2 separate regions of the Sus scrofa genome follow, and region 1 is linked to region 2. The links are chromatin contacts, called in public Hi-C maps. All regions are on one chromosome and are shown on one strand. The core of a region is the stretch at or near the end of the contact, and the rest is flanking DNA. Distances in the headings are between cores, read along the strand shown. Region 1 overlaps LOC102165594 (a long non-coding RNA gene). Region 2 holds the start of AHCYL1 (adenosylhomocysteinase like 1).

Evidence for each region. A called contact is a pair of places that touch in the nucleus more often than the background predicts.
Region 1: a Hi-C map of liver shows a contact between it and region 2, with 7 times the contacts expected there. The contact joins the enhancer-like site here to the promoter of AHCYL1 in region 2. A contact is called at or near these places in 2 of 5 promoter capture datasets (fetal liver and liver), 5 of 47 Hi-C or Micro-C datasets (embryonic fibroblasts, liver and skeletal muscle) and 2 of 2 datasets of contacts at active chromatin or transcription factors (alveolar macrophages and skeletal muscle).

The regions. Positions count from the first base shown.
Region 1 is chr4:110,244,183-110,248,011 of Sscrofa11.1, reverse strand. All of the region lies in intron 1 of LOC102165594 (a long non-coding RNA gene), which reads right to left. Among named protein-coding and RNA genes, the nearest start is that of CSF1, 48 kb to the right of the region's middle. Within about 2 kb of position 1,396, at least 26 of the 83 cell types and tissues checked have an H3K27ac peak or open chromatin away from gene starts, as enhancers often do. A contact at or near this core is called in alveolar macrophages and liver, where this site is marked.
Region 2 is chr4:110,131,004-110,134,838 of Sscrofa11.1, reverse strand. AHCYL1 (adenosylhomocysteinase like 1) reads left to right here and starts at 2,013. Exons shown (of 17, transcript NM_001201381.1): 1 at 2,013-2,410. The coding sequence starts at 2,291.

The DNA of each region.
Region 1 (3,829 bases), core at 147-2,646, 110 kb before region 2:
GCTTCATTGCTTTGTTACCTCATCCTCCCACCTGCCGCTAAACAGTAAGCATCTTGAGAGCCGGAAAGGTGATGTTTTTCATGCTCATGCCCCGTGTCCAGTATGTAGTGGAAGTTAGACAAGTGTTGAAGGTCTAAATGGTGGGTGGAGGGTCAGATGATGAAGGGATGGATGCCAGGACAGACCCCAAGATCTGCGGCCAGATAGGAGGATGCGGCCACAGCAGGACAGCCGCACTGTCATGAGACTCTTAGGACTTTCTTATGAGGATGTTGATGAACTCAGTGTTGGCTGAGCTCACTTGGCTGAAAATCTCAACTACTGATTGGTTTTGAAGCATAGAAATGTCAGACCTTACTTAAGCATTAGCTCATTGCTCTTCCTTGCTGCCGTTTAGTTGGCTTCGTTTTCAGCATTTCAAATAGATACGATTAACATTACGGATCCTGGCCAAACCTCCAGCTATAGGAACTGCCCAGACTGGCATCCATGCTAGGACCTGGCACCATTTCAGCCCCCAGCGCACATCAATAAACCCTGAGAGGGGTCCCTGGGCTTTTTCTCCCAACTCAGAACTCCCTGACCCAAGAACATGAATTCTGCCCCTCCAGGGACCCTCCCTTTGCTGAGAGGTCAGAGAGCTTGGAAGAGTGGACCGACTAGACAGACTGGACAGATGGCCGCAGGTAGAGCTGTGGGCAAAGCCCCAAGTTCTCTATCAATAGTGGACTTTGGCAGCAAAGCTGGTGGAGGAGGCGTTCTCTTCTCCGCCCGGCCTGCCAATCAAGCCTCTGTCTGCTCTGCTCCCTCCCCTGAGCTGACAGCCCCAGTCGTGTGAGTCATGTGGGGCCCTGGCCAGCTGCCCCACAGCTCTTCCTGCTCTGCGGCCCCACCCATGACCTGCCTCTACCTGGCTTCTTGTGATTCAAGCCTATCTGTCTGCCCTGATCCAGCTCAGGGCTGCGGGGGCCGGGAGATGGTTAGTTCTAACTCACAGAATGTGCTGCACAGAGCCAAGCTGCAATCTTCCTAGTGGTGATGCCACCTCTAGGTTCTATTTCTAGTCCTGAGGCAGTGCTGACTAAACCTATGCCATCTTCTGCACGAAGGTCCTCCAGTGTTTGAAGGCAACTTTAACGACAGCTAACACGGCCCCTTAACAGGCCCCCCTCTAGGCTGACAGTTGCCATTTCTGGCAAGGGTTCCCCGGGGTTCCTGCCTTTCAGACCCTCGCCATTCTAGATATGTTTTGGTTTGTCAAATTTACCCTCAAATATCTTTCAGAAAACTGATGAACTGACCCAGATTGAAGGAGACCAAGGAGCCAGGACAGCTAACTGCTGTGTGGGAACCTGGCTCCGGTTCCGGAAGAGAAAAGGGAGGTTAGTGAAACAATCACTGAACTTCAATAGCATCTGCAAATGAGTTAATAAGATCAAGGACCTTTTTCTGGTTTTGATCATTGTACCATGCCTGCGTCAGATGTTAACATTTGGGAAAGCTGGTGAAAGGTAAACAAGAATTCTTTTGGCAAAAAGTTTTTGTTTCTTTAGTTTTTGTTTGCCTGTTTTTTGCTTTTTAGGGCTGCGTCTGCAGCATCTGGAAGTTCCCGGGTTGGGGGTCAAATTGGAGCTGCAGCTGCCAGCCTACACCACAGCCACAGCAACGCCAGATCCAAGTCTCATCTGCAACCTACACCACAGCTCACGGCAAAGCCAGATACTTAACCCACTGAGAAAGGCGAGGGTTTGAACCTGCGTCCTCATGGATACTAGTCAGGTTCATTGCTGCCGAGCCACAAGGGGAACTCTGCAAGTTTTTTTGATAAGTTTAATATTATATCTGAATGAAAAGTTAAAAGACAGTCTTTCCAATGTGTGATTTGCATGATATCAATCCAGCTGAGCTGTATGCCTCGCAGTTGGCACGGGCTACAAGAGCATTTGCGGGAGAAGGCAGAAGCGAGGGATGCTCAGAGGTCCCGCAGGCCTGGAGCACTCTCACAGTTCTGCACTGTCGCTGCTTTTCCTTGATGGCGAGGGGCACTGGTCTGTCCACAGCCCCTGCCTGATCTGCTTCAGCTCCTCTGACTCCTCAGCGTGGAAGGGCAATACTGGGAAAGATCAGTTTGGAATCCTGAGGCTGCTCATTTCATATAATATATGCTAAATTAATATATTTCATTTAATATACGCTAAACATTTTCCTGGATACTGCCTTCCTCCCCCTCGTCAATCTACTCCATTATGCCTATGTATCAAAGCTACTTGTTAATCATCTGATCTTACCAGGAAACATTTCTGCAGCTGCAACCAACACCACAGCTGCAGCAATGCCAGATCCTTAACCCACTGTGCCACAGAGGGAACTCCCCAGGAAACATTTTGATGACATATGCTAAAATCATTTTAATCTATTGGTGAGGAACTTGATTAATGAGTTTGTTGTAATTAGTACATCTATATCAATGCCATCTAAAATTCTGTTACCTTTTTGAGGAATCAAGTCACATTGCTGCCTCCTTTTAAACTAGCATCATCTACAAATCTATAGAAATTACCCCACAAGTTGTTCTCAATCCAGGTCCCCTCTGGTTCATTCTTGCAATTAATGTTTTTGGAAGCTAAAGATTTAACGCGACATTCCCCCCCCCATAAAATGTCATCTTGGGGTTTGGGCTTCACCATTCCAGCTATCCGGATTGAGTATGAGATCTGTTACCTATCATATGACCCCCGCTAACTGTGTATTACTTACACATTTGATAAGAACACAAAGTCGCATCCACGTCACTGCAGAAGGACAGAGACCCGCTGTCTTCTGCAGGTCAGCATCAATCCATCCATCCAGATGCGTGTTAAGCTAGCTGCCAGCCCTCATACTTGTATTAGCATCTAACCTACATTTCTCTGGTTTAGCCATAAAAATATCATGAGGTGTTTTCAGTTCTGCATTTTCTTGATTATCAACCAGATAAGACAGCTGTTTAATAAGCTGTAACTTGTGTAACTTGCTTTACCAGATGGGGATTCAAGTAAGAGTTACATCCTTTTTTTATGTTTCAGAACGTGGCAGAATCCATTTGTTTCTAGGACTGCTGTAACCAACTACCACAAACTTGGTGGCTTCTAACAACAAAAACGGATTCTCTCGTAGGTCAAGAGGCCCGACCTCTGAAATCAGGAAGAATCTGTTCCAGGCCTCGCTCCTAGACTCCTGGGTCTCCGGGCAAGCCTGGCGTCCCTGACCTGCAGCTGCACCACGCCAGTCTCTGCTCCGTGGTCACGGGGCCGTCTTCCCGGGGTCTTTATGTGTCCTCCTCTCTTCTTACAAGGACGTCAGTCTTCTTAGCTTTAGGGCCTCTACCCGAATTACAAGAGGCCTACCCTAACCTAGTGTGACCTCACCTTAACTAACCACATCTTTGAGGACCCTATCCCAAATAAGGTCGCATTCTAAGGTTTCAGCTGGACAAGAATGGGGTGGGGCTGGGGTTGTGGGGGGACACTGTTCAGCCTCGTACACCAAATAAGCAAAAATCTCCATCTCCCTGCTCCCTGGGTGTCGCTGTATAGTTTGTGCAGTGCTGGGGCCACGGTGGAGGGGGGGGGGCGCAGGCTCTCTCCGCTGCTGCCACCCGTGTCACTGCTAAAAGCAGAAGGCCCCACCCAGCTCGTATGCACTAATGCCCGCAGCCCAGCTCTCTACACAGGTTCTGGAGGGTTCCCGGGCATCAAGCTTACCCTGAGAATGCACCACACGTGGGCTCCTTCCCCAAACCCTCTCGGCTGGGTTGCTTTGGCCTCAGCCACACCCTGTGCTGGAGGAC
Region 2 (3,835 bases), core at 764-3,263:
TCAGAACATTTCAGAAATGTGACTTCAAATTGTTTGTGGTGTGATGTCATCTTTCCCCTGTGGCCCACAAACCTTCATTAAAAGTTCTGCTACATGTTACGGCATTATTTTTGTGCTTGTTTTGGAATAGACGGGGCGGGGGCGGGGTGTGAAAAGGAGAAAGAACTGTGTTCCACGTCTGAATTGACGGCAGGAACTAAAGAAACAGCCACAAGACCAGAAGAGTGACTAAAACTTCAGATGAGGCAGAAACTAAAGCCAGAGGTAGCCTTGAAAATCTAAGTCCCCCCAATAATCCACAGAAATCCGGGGGCAAAGGGGGCGCACTGGACTTTCCACAGGACGTGGGAGTTTGAGCCAATGTCATCTGAATGTCAAAGGACAAGCTACCTCAGCTGACATTGCCTCACCAGCTGAACTAAGTCTTACAAAACATAAAACGCATTACACACAACAGTACTGTCCAGGGCCGTAGCACAGGGGTGGCACATAGTTGAGCCCAGGAAAAGCATGTGAATAGTTCATGAATGCCCTGGTGGTGCACTGGAAGCTGGTGAAGTGTAATGTTTGGGGCTGAGGAGAAGCAGGGGGGTGGCCAATGATGTCTCTTTCCCACCCCCACCTCTCCTGCTCTCCAGCCCCTGACCCATAGCCCTATTCCATCAGCTCTGCCATATGAAGGTAGTGAACTGAGGTTTGGCGCTTGCCGTCATCCTCTACATGGATTACAGCTGCTGACCCGAAGCACCCTCTGAGCGGAGCTCAGGGTGGAGATCAGGAGTGAGGCACTCTGGGAAAACTGGAAGAACAGGTCTTCAGATACATTATTTTTAGGAGAAGATTTTATGTGCCTAATTCTTGCACCTCCTCGTATCTGGAAAAACTCTAAAATCCTTCAGGGTGGTGTCTGCTCCTTGGGACTAGTAGTGACCTTCAAGAGGCCAGCAAGAAACTTGTGTAAATGTGTGTGCATGGCCGTATGCACCTCCCCCTTCACCTTAATTGCATATATCCTGCTATTCTCCCTTTCCCCTTCTGAAATACCACCCACCCCACGCCCCACCAGGCTGTACTTCAGTGGACAGAAGAAGAGATGTCACAGTGACCTGTGAAGAATGCAGCCACCTCTAGTAGTCACCTCCAAGGGTGAGCTGGTGAGCCCCCAAGGGCTATGAAAACTCAGGATACTGGGCCCCTAAAGCTGAGGTGCATATCAAGGGCATGATTTCAGTGAGCCCAGACTACTTTTGTTCCTGCAATCTGCTCTTTGTAGCAAAAACGCCTATATATCTCACCTAGCTCCCCCCTCACCTCCTTAGAGCGGTTTCTCAGGGCTACCTGAGATGCTGTCCCCGGGGCTTACGTCTGAATTTTGCCCCAAATAAAACTTAACTCTCAACTTTCAGGCTGAGCATTTTTTTTAAGTCGACAAGGTCTTGTAAACAAGCAAGGCCCAGGAGAGACCGGGGCAGGCGAGGTCACAAAGGGCGGTGAAGACACCACACTGCTCTGGGGACCCTTCTGGCCACCCTTAAAGTCTCAAAGTAGCAGCCCCTTGAAAAGGGGCTTGTGGTTCAAAGGGCCTGGGTGGGAGCAGTGAGTGAGTGGGCTACAGCTCGGGCCCCAGAAGTTTCCTAGGACTGGCTCTAGGCTGTGTACTGCAAGGCTCTGGTCCTTGCTCCCAAGCATCCCTCACCCTTCTGAGGCCTTGCCTGGGATCCCGCGCCCTCCAAAGACCCCGCCTCACACACCCCGCCGCCTGTTCCTCGGCATCCTTGCAGGAACCACGCGCCACTCACAGGGCGGATGGCGCCACCTGGCGACGCGAAGGGTCCAGCTCCCCGCAGAAGCTTCATCACCCGCGAGCTAGGAGGAAAGGGCTGGCTTCTGGCGGCCCAGTCCAAAGTGGTGACGTCATGACAGAGCGCCGTTTCTCCACGCCTCTCCCCCGCCCGCCTGGAGCTGCCAGTACCCGACGTGGCGTCACCGCCCTCTACCCTTACTTTGCGTGCGTATTTGCGTGCGGCGGAGGTGGCGGCGCGGGCTGGTCGGAGCTCCGGGTTGCTGATTCTGGCGCTCCTGTGGCCGCCGTAGCAGTCCCGCTGCCTTGGACCGCCGAGCCGACGAGGCGCCGGCTCCAGCACCTCGGCACCGGCCGCAGCTCGGCGCGGGGCCCGGCGGGAGGGTGGGCGAGCGCGTGTCCGAGGGCGCCGCGCGGGCGGGCGGGCGGGCGCCCGTGAGGGAAAGAGGCGGGGGTGGTGGGGCAGCCGCGGGCCGGGCCGGCCGGGGGATGTCGATGCCTGACGCGATGCCGCTGCCCGGTGTCGGGGAGGAGCTGAAGCAGGCCAAGGAGATCGAGGACGCCGAGAAGTACTCCTTCATGGCCACCGTCACCAAGGCGCCCAAGAAGGTGCGGGGGCTCTGGGTGGCGGCGGGGGTACGGGCGGGGGCCTCGCGGAAGGGGCGCGAGCGAGCCCCGAGTCCGGGCTCCAGCAAGTTCGGGACTTCAGGGGCGAGGTTTGAGGGACCCGGGACGGCGGAGGTCGTGTAAGGGGTGGCGGGTGAGCGGCCCCAGGCCTATCCCCAGCTGGAAAGGCCGCCCCTGACCTCACTTTCCTTTGTCCCTCGGCCCTAATCCTTCGGGATCTTTTCGAAACCCGGCAGGGCCGGGCCTTAAATTTGCGGCTGACTTTTCTTGGCTGAAGGGCCTCGGAGACGGGACTGGGAGGGGGTGAACCAATTCAGTTGACCCCGGTGACCAGCCCCAGGGGATGAGAGTGTACGGGAAATCTCCCGTCAAGTGAGTGGGTAAATCTGATAGTGTTTCTTTGGGCACATCTTTGGGAGCTGTGGTCGGTTTATCCAACAACTACGTGTGATCTTGGAGGCAAGATGAAAAAATGCGTGGAGCTAGCTCTTGTATGCAGGTGAAAACTGTGAGGGCAAATTGAAATTGAAAAGAAAACTTTGATTTTCATCTTCTGTGGTCATCGAGTTGCTTCGACGTATGTAAGAAATTAACATTTGGAGGTTGGTGATAGACACTGTCATGGATACAGGTTGATCGTAGAGTCATGCCCATAGATCACTGAGACATCCCTAAAGAAAGGAGCCTGGGTGGGTTGGAGGGGTGGGAGGTAAGGAACGATTGCTCATTCTTAACTGCACTTAGGAGGCAGAACAAGTTTAGTCTCTTGTGCTGTGGGTTGAGCTCTAAGGACGTCTTTCGCATTCTCTTTTCGTGGAAGATTAAATGGCAACCTTTGGAGGTTTGAATCTAACCAACTCTCTGAGCGGCTGAATTAGGATCCCTAGTACTTTCTGAGCATTGCTGCCGAATAGTCCTTGACCTTCTGCATACCTGGCACGCAGTTAACCCTAGACCAGAGAACCTTTGCAGAGAGGTGACCTTTCTGAAACCAGCAAAAACCTGAATAGACATTTCCCTCCTGTATAAAGACAGAGTTTCAAGGCTATCTCTGCCTACAGTGTCTGATGGGAAGCACTGTTTGTATAAGCTGCACAAAGCAGGGTTCACAGGAATAGTTACAGTCCTTCAGGATGAACGAGTTAAGCTGTCATAAGTGGGAGAGATGATTTTTTTTTAAAAGAAATTAATCTACTATTCCAGAAATCAAATGCAAGATTGAAAAGACAGGGTACCATTGTGTGGTTTAGCTCTGTCTTCCCATAAAATTTAGATTTTACCAATAGAATGCCTTCAAAAGTGTTGTGCAAGGTCCCTTGATTCTAGTCTGATTAACCCGATTTGTAGTGCTTTCAGTTCAGCTGACTGCTTTGTTGGGGCAGTACCTCTTGGTAATCTGCACTATTT